3 separate regions of the Sus scrofa genome follow, and regions 2 and 3 are each linked to region 1. Evidence: chromatin contacts called from public Hi-C and promoter capture Hi-C data. All regions are on one chromosome and are shown on one strand. The core of a region is the stretch at or near the end of the contact, and the rest is flanking DNA. Distances in the headings are between cores, read along the strand shown.

What was found. Promoter capture Hi-C pulls out the DNA fragments that hold promoters and counts their contacts. A called contact is a pair of places that touch in the nucleus more often than the background predicts.
Region 2: a contact with region 1 is called in a Hi-C map of fibroblasts, with 1.6 times the contacts expected there. The contact joins the enhancer-like site here to the promoter of CAV1 in region 1. A contact is called at or near these places in 3 of 47 Hi-C or Micro-C datasets (embryonic fibroblasts, fibroblasts and heart right ventricle) and 1 of 2 datasets of contacts at active chromatin or transcription factors (skeletal muscle).
Region 3: a contact with region 1 is called in a promoter capture Hi-C map of liver, with 2.7 times the contacts expected there. The contact joins the enhancer-like site here to the promoter of CAV1 in region 1. A contact is called at or near these places in 1 of 5 promoter capture datasets (liver), 6 of 47 Hi-C or Micro-C datasets (embryonic fibroblasts, fetal heart ventricle, heart right ventricle and 3 more) and 1 of 2 datasets of contacts at active chromatin or transcription factors (skeletal muscle).

The regions. Positions count from the first base shown.
Region 1 is chr18:29,681,166-29,683,865 of Sscrofa11.1, forward strand. It overlaps CAV1 (caveolin 1), which reads right to left and starts at 1,286. Exons shown (of 4, transcript NM_001348935.1): 1 at 1,197-1,286. The coding sequence starts at 1,226.
Region 2 is chr18:29,747,980-29,750,679 of Sscrofa11.1, forward strand. No RefSeq gene overlaps it. Among named protein-coding and RNA genes, the nearest start is that of CAV2, 42 kb to the left of the region's middle. Within about 2 kb of position 1,297, at least 3 of the 83 cell types and tissues checked have an H3K27ac peak or open chromatin away from gene starts, as enhancers often do.
Region 3 is chr18:29,790,335-29,793,034 of Sscrofa11.1, forward strand. No RefSeq gene overlaps it. Among named protein-coding and RNA genes, the nearest start is that of CAV2, 84 kb to the left of the region's middle. Within about 2 kb of position 1,352, at least 9 of the 83 cell types and tissues checked have an H3K27ac peak or open chromatin away from gene starts, as enhancers often do. A contact at or near this core is called in liver, where this site is marked.

The DNA.
Region 1 (2,700 bases), core at 36-2,535:
ACCAGGCAGGGAGCTCCTGCCTCCCCCGCCCGCCACCGCCAGGGGTCAGGACAAACTCCGCTGCCCGGTCAGCCCTGGCCCCAGCTCTGTGCAAGCCCTTGCCCGCAGCACCCCGCCGAGACCCCCACAAGGGAGAGGACCTGACTGACTTTTCTTCAGCCTCTCTCTCCGACACGCCACCCTCTCCCGAGTGCTTCACCTGCTCGCGTCCCTGGCCCCCATTTCCTTTCTCTCCATAATCCCTTCTAGTTTCATCCTTAAGATCCCTTTTGAACCTCCGGTCCCACGGAGTGACTTTATTTTCGTTGCTGCCTGGCTGCGTCTCACCTCCCTTGCATCTGCCCGCGTATTTCATTCTCCCTCTTCGCTCTAGGTCCCTCAGCAGCTCCCTCCACTCCCCAGTCTTTGTGCATCCCCAGTCTTTGTGCGGAGCCGAGTGTCAGACCCCCTAAACTCCTCTAGAACAGTATCTCACCTGCACAGCTTCCCCCACCCACCCTTAGGTCACTCCTATGCAGTCGGCCGGTCGCTGCACAGCGGCTGCTTTTGGGAAAACGAGGTCTCCACACCCAGGCGGAGCCCGAGCGCCAGGAGGTGGTTGGAAAGGGAGGGAGACAGTGTTAGGGAGGGAGATAGTGTCAGGGGGAAGGGAGGTGTGCCCCTCTCCCGACACCCCTGCAAGGCACCGATATGCGGGAAGAGTTCTTGAGGTGGCCCAAGAGGTTCGGAAAGTGCAAACAGGACGCGCGCCCGCTGCCCGGGCCAGCTGGTGCAGGCGCCTGGCGGGGATTGTCCCCAGGACTGCGGGTGAATAACCTCCCACCCAGCGCTCTAGCTCTCCGCCTCCCAGCAGGCAGGGGCCAGACCATGAGGGTCCCCGCATTAAGTCAGCACCCCTGAGCCATTCAGAAACGCTTCGTCGGTTCGGCAGACCTAACTTCAGGACCTCAAGCACCATCTCTTCCGCGATCTTCTAGCTTAGGGTCTCCCTTCCTAATAGAAAACATAATAAAACATTCCTGCCTCCTCTTCACCTCCCCGCCCAGGCCCATTCCTCTGCAATGCCAGCGCGAGTGCTCCAAAGTCGAGAGAGAGCTGGGGCAAGCAAAGCAGTTCGACTATTTGGAGTGGGAGATAGCAGAAGCAGCGCTCCTTGCGAGCGAGCCCGAGCCGAGAGCGCACCCACCCAATCCTACCTCTGAGTCTACGTATTTGCCCCCCGACATTCTGGCCCCGTGGCTGGATGAAGGCTCTGAGGAGATTTCCCTGGGCTGTGATTTAAAGGAACTGAGGAAGGAAGATCTTGTATTGTATGGGGGGCGGGGGGGGAGGCACTGGCGGGGGGGGGGCGGTGGCTGGGAGGGAGCCTCTTGGCAATCGGCCAAGGGTTTGTTCTGCTCGCGGTTGGCGGGGATGTGCTCTGTGCCGGGTCTAGGCACATCCCCAAGGTTCTGGCAGCAGAGGGCGGGAGCGCCCGTAGGGAGCTAAGAGCAATGAGAAAGCGTTTCACTCGCACTGGGTTGCTTTGGCAGATATTTTAAACCTGGGGCAACATTTTTCCAGCTGTAAGCCACTGAGAGGCATTCTGAGGCGGGCAGATGTTTTCGCAGTGCATCATCCCAGCAGGGGTGGGGAGCAGAGGGAGTTGACTCCCTGCCGATATGCCTAGTATGGGCACCCAAGCTTCAGGAAGAATTCTGCCCTCTTCTAAGCCATTTGTCTTCATGCTGCCCAAGTTCCATCGCTGCTTAAGACACAACTGTCTCCTCTTTTCACAGAGGAAGGGATGAAAAATGTCAGGGAACTTTTAGGTACATTTCACATCTAAACACAAGGAAGGAATCTGTGGGGTGTGTGTGGGGGGCGAACTTTTGGTGACACTGGTTTATATCTCCACTGTGTGGACGGAAACTTGGAGAAGCAGGCAGGCAGAATTTAACAATTCCCAACCATTTCTGAAATGCTTCCCAAATGCTTTGAAATAAAAAGCAAAAATGTTTAACTTTCGTAATATTATCACTATTTTTTTTTCTGGAACAGAGATTTGTGCCAACAGGTTAATACATAAAACATTTACAATTATACAAATATTTGATTGTTTCCAGTTTACCAGAGAAGGTTCATTTTTAAAAATGTGCTTGGCTGTGAGTTAAGGGAGGCTTGTTTTTTCTAATAATTAATTAGAATGTTTAAAAAGTTGTTAGCAATTAAAGTATTTTATCTGTTCCCAAATTGAGGGCTTCTCTCTTTACCTTATGATAATGCAGCACAAAATGAATTGAATCGGTCCTTTTACTTTGTGGCAATAATAAGGAAATTCACTATCCAAAAATGGAAAGGACATTTTACATTACATTCCACATGCAATCAAAAGTCAAATTATGGAGTTCCCGTCGTGGCGCAGTGGTTAACGAATCCGACTAGGAACCATGAGGTTGCAGGTTCGGTCCCTGCCCTTACTCAGTGGGCTAACGATCCGGCGTTGCCGTGAGCTGTGGTGTAGGTTGCAGACACGGCTGGATCCCGAGTTGCTGTGGCTCTGGCCTAGGCCAGTGGCTACAGCTCCGATTAGACCCCTAGCCTGGGAACCTCCATATGCCGCGGGAGCGGCCCGAAGAAATAGCAAAAAGACAAAAAAAAAAAAAAAAAAAAAAAGTCAAATTATGACTTGAAATGAAAAAGCTGGGACCATACTTGAAA
Region 2 (2,700 bases), core at 47-2,546, 67 kb after region 1:
CATCTCGTTTTACTCATAAGACAAGGAAGGTAGGATTTAACAACCTAAAAGTCTAGTCTGATCTTTAGCACATTATTTCTCTTTCAGATATACTTCACCATTATTAGCACCATATAGATCCATGTTGTCCAGTAGAATTTTCTGGAATGCTGGAGACATTCTGTATATGGGTTGCCTAATACTCTAGCCATGTCTGCCTAGTAGCTACTGAGCACCTACAATGAAGCTATTGTGACTAACTGCACCTTAATATACTTAATTTTAATTAACTAAGGTGGATATAGCCATGTATAGCTAGTGCTTTCCATATTGGACAATTCAGACTGACAAAGAGCTAAAACAAAAACCCTTCACAAGCATCTAAAAAGTATTATAAGGTAGGGATATGAGATTAAGAGATAGAAAATACTATGTATAACAGATAAGCAGTGGGAATATATTATACTGCACAGGGAAAGATAGTCATTATTTTGCAATAACTTTAAATGGAGTATAATCTACAAAAATATTGCAGTCAATGTTTTACTCTTTATTTTTTTTTTTCAAAATGATCTCAGAAATGAATTGGGTATTTCTAGTGATCTGAATCAGTTAAAAGAAAAGTAGTAATGCTGTATACCTGAAACTAATATAATATGGTAAATCAATTATATTTCAATTAAAAAGTATTGTAGCATTATTTGTGATTACACAAAACCTGTATTTATTTGCAAGTAGTTTTTCAGATGTTTATTTTCTCTAAAAATGATTAGATGTGGCTATAAAATGGAAGCCTATACTTATCAAAAGTGAACTAGAATTTTTCTATAACATTATTAGTTACAGGAGAAATTAAGAAGAAAGTAGTTCAGAACTAAAATGAAATACTACAACAATCTTAAAAATCTATAAAATAGTCACATGCCATTGTCCTTGATTCTAATATTTCAGAAAAGCGCAGGTGTATGTTGAAACATGTTAGACTCTCATCAGCTCTAGTAGTAGGGGAAGGAAATAAGCTAGGAATAAGTAGGACAGAGGCTGGTGAAACTTCCATCCACGGGACCTGAGCTTTCATGAGTAGTGAGAGGTATATAACAAGATGGATATTGGTTTTAACAACTCCCTCACTATGGAAGAAGGTATATGTAAATGTAAGCTAGTATTACTAAAACAAACAAACATTTGAATTTAAGAGTAGAGAACCTTTAATTATTGCTATGGGTTCTGGTAGGTGCAGTGGATCTTTGTAAGTCATAAGGCAAAGAGTCAGAGAGAGAGCGATAAGGGGTAGATATTTGGAGTAGCTGAAAGATTGAGTAGACCAGGCTATGAATAGAATTCATGGTACTCCCAAAAGGCCGCTGGATACTTTACAGGACATATTTGGCAAGTAGAATGGTTTGCATTTTTTGGCATTGAGGGGAGGGGTGATGATGGTGATGGGAAGGAAAACTGTAGTCTAAATTGCTAATTGCCAGTCTTTTATCAATTATTTTTCAATAAGTAAGTTTCATAAAGAAAAAAACTGTATGTTTGGTTAACTCCTATATCTACAACATCTGGTTCAGTGCCCGGCATGTTGTTGGTACTCTATAAATATTCTTTGGCTAAATAAATAAAATAAGACTTTTAAAAATAAGTTGGATATTGTAGAGAATATGGTCTCACGCATTAGTCTAGATGTTGGAATAAATGACCTTTAAGATCTTCCAACTGAAATGACATGATTTCATGTATAAACAACACTTGATATTTTAGTTCCAACCAAAACATCTGGCTATAAAGCTAATGTAATTTCCTAGGACTCCAAGCATTGTTTGTTATAGCCACATAAGTATTGTTTGAATTTTTAAAAATTAACACAAACATGTTAGTTAACTTTAACAAGGCATCATGTTTTCAGGGGCAAAGCGAATCAACAGATTCTGGCATTATGCAGGTCAATATTTTACTCTATCATTTTTCAAAATGCTGTTAGAAATTAATTAGATATTCTAGTGGTTTGAATCAGGTAAAACAAAAGTAGTTTTGGAAAGTTGCTTTGGGATACATCTCTCTTTTTTTGCTTTTTTAGGACCACATCCGAGGCATATGGAGGTTCCCAGGTTAGGGGTTGAATCATAGCTACAGCTGCTGGCCTACACCACAGCCGCAGCAACTTGGGATCTGAGCCATGTCTGCGACCTTCACCACAACTCATGGCAATGCTGGATCCCTGACCCACTGAGTGAGGCCAGGGGTGGAGCCCAAATTCTCATGGATACTGGTCGGATTCATTTCCACTGCACCAAAATGGGAACTCCCAGTAGAATATACTACTATGTAGTACAATCTGAAGCTTAGCTTACTACTTTACATTTGATTTTGATTTTAATTTTGTTATGAGCTCATATACAACTACATATGATTTAAGTCTTCCTGAAAAGTAAGAAGTTAGGATATATTGCAGAATTATCTGTTAATCAGCTCATTGCAATTTCAGTTCTCTGTTTTACTAAAATTGTATTTGCCATGTTTAAAACTGATCTCAAAGCTGACTTCAGTATACATGTATGCATCTGTTTCTTTATTTGATGAGTTCTGTACTTACTGAGGGCCAATTACTTGGGGAAAGAATGGCGGGTACTTTTCAGCTGTATTTAGATTTTCTCTGGCCTCTCAGGTTTTTCTTTCTTGAGAGGCTTTCTTCTAACTTGCTTTTCCCTCCCTGTCTGAGCC
Region 3 (2,700 bases), core at 102-2,601, 110 kb after region 1:
TCACTGAGCTGTTACTAGGTGAAAGAGCCACCAAAAAGAAGAAGGAAAGAAAATCTCGTGTTGAGTCCCTATTTTGTGTCAGTAGTTTTAGGCATTCTGCTTCTGTTATTAGAATATTCTTTATAAAAACCTTGTAAGTTTTATCACCCTATTTTTATAATAGAGAAACAGAGGCTAAGTTAAGCAACATATCTTAAGAGAAACAGTGAGGCAAAGTGGTCATTAACACAGTCTCTGGAGTCAGACTGTCTGATTTAAACCTGGCTCTGCCACTTATTAGCTGTGTGACACTGGACAATTTGTTTAACCTCTCTGTGCCTTGATTTTCTTAACTGTAAATAGGGGAAATGATAATACATACTCTTAGGGTTATTGTGAGAATTAATTGCTACTATATGCAAAGTAAGTGGAAGAGTGCCTGGTACTCAGCAAATGTTATAGAAAGGTTTTATACTATTATTATTGTTTTAAATTATTCAACCATAAAGCTATTAAGTAACAGAGCATGAATTTGAACATATATGAGTCTTACTGTTTTAAATAAAATGTATTACCGTACATAATTCAATACCATATAACAGTGAGGGAAGGCATCAGCTCAAAGCATCCTAGAAGATTTAGAAAATATTGCTGAATTTACTTAGTTTTCTGAAAAAGCTAAAAATTTTCTCCACGAATGTTTTTCAATTAAAAAAAAATTACTTTGTGGTATAATTTTCTTTTTTACTTTATATTGAGGGTGAAACATCAACTAGATTTTTCTCAAATGCTTCATATTTAAATAAGGAAAGATGAGCACAAGGAAGCCTACACAAGGATTCCTTAGACTGCTCATGCCATTTTCCCTGTGATTAAGTCTTAAGCTGTGAATACAACTATATGCTGAATCTTGTGAATCCTTTTATAGAGTCTCTAAACATTGAGTGATCTTGGGAATCCCAACACACCTTTGCAATGTTTTACATTTTTTTTTAAGAAACAGCAAAAAACATAAAAATAAAAAAGTGCAAATGTGCCATAACTGCAAATTTATAGGTTTTTCGTCACAGAGATTGTTCAAATATTATGTCCTCATTATTGCAAACAAAAGGGTCAATTCTTAGTTCTTTTTCCAATGTTGCAGTGGTAGTGTTTCATGGTCCCTAAAATATGACAGGACATCAGAAATATCTGGTTTCAATATAAATACCAAATGAAGAAAATGAAAAATTTAAAAAGAAATCCTGTTGTGTGAATGGTATAAATTTTAATCCAAATAAGGTTAAAAGTGGCCCTTTATAAATTCAGCCCAGAGGGGGGAAAATGTAGCTGGGCTGGTAAATGTGTAACAGCTGGCAAGCCTCTGTTGCCAGCTCTTATTTTAGATTACTCAGAGTCCTGGCTCTATGAAGTGTAACTCTGAATCTCAAAGAACCTTCAGAGGAGATATTTTGAAATTTCATTTCTTTTTCATTTTCTTGGGCTTATTAAGTTAGTAGATGCAAAAGGAAGTGTGACTTAAAAGAAGGTATGTATGATGATGAATAACAAATCAGAAAAGGGGAGAACTATAGCTCTCCTTGAAATGAGTTTTAAGCTGCTGCTTTCACATTACCAGTTAAACTATTGTGAAAACTTGCCGTTGACTAATTGCATGCTAGCTTATTTAGAAGAGAAAGTCTGAAAGCCAATTAAATAAATCTGAAACGGTTTTACTCCCTGAGCTGTCTCAAAGTACCTATTTATAAAGTATGCTGGGGCTTAGGATACATTTTTAAAATGTTAGTAACAGATTTCAAAATCCTATGAATTTTATGGTTATTTCATTGAAGGGATTAAAATGCGTTACGGATTTTGCTGTTCTAGAGAATAGAAATTCAAAATAAAAACTCAGTTTGCATAATGCAAAGGGCTGTCTCTAGTTGCAGACTGCTTCGGGCTTCTTGCCTGCAGTCTCTATTCCACCCCGTGTTAGTATTAATTATTATATTTTCACAGGACTGTATTGACAATGCCCAACTAACTTAATCTGACCTGAGTGTGAATAGAAAAGTTATTTTCTTTCTTTCTTTTTTTTTCTTTTTTTTTTTTTTTTTTTTGGTCTTTTTGCCATCTCTTTGGGCAGCTCCTGCGGCACATGGAGGTTCCCAGGCGAGGGGTCGAATCGGAGCTGCAGCCACTGGCCTACGACAGAGCCACAGCAACGCGGGATCCGAGCCGCGTCTGCAACCTACACTACAGCTCACGGCAACGCCGAATCGTTAACCCACTGAGCAAGGGCAGGGATCGAACCCGCAACCTCATGGTTCCTAGTTGGATTCGTCAACCACTGCGCCATGACGGGAACTCCAGAAAAGTTATTTTCATTTTTAGTATAAAACATTTATACATTACTTTTTTAGTGTTTTGAAGTGTTAGGTATAACTCGTAAGAACCTATTTTATTGCCCTTGTTATACAATTAATTCAATCAGTCAAAGTATGACCACTGATTATTACCCAAAAAACCCATTTATGATCAATAATTTCCCCATGGGTGCATAGGATTCCACACATTTTTCCTAATCAATCAGAATTTTACCTTTATTTCCACGCCTTCCTACATTAAAATTCTTTTCCTCTTCCTTGAAACTTATGTCTTTCTGATCTCTATCTACATTTCATCTTGTGCTTTTCCCTAGCAGTTGACAGTGGAGTGTTTTAGATGTGCTTGATTGAAGAG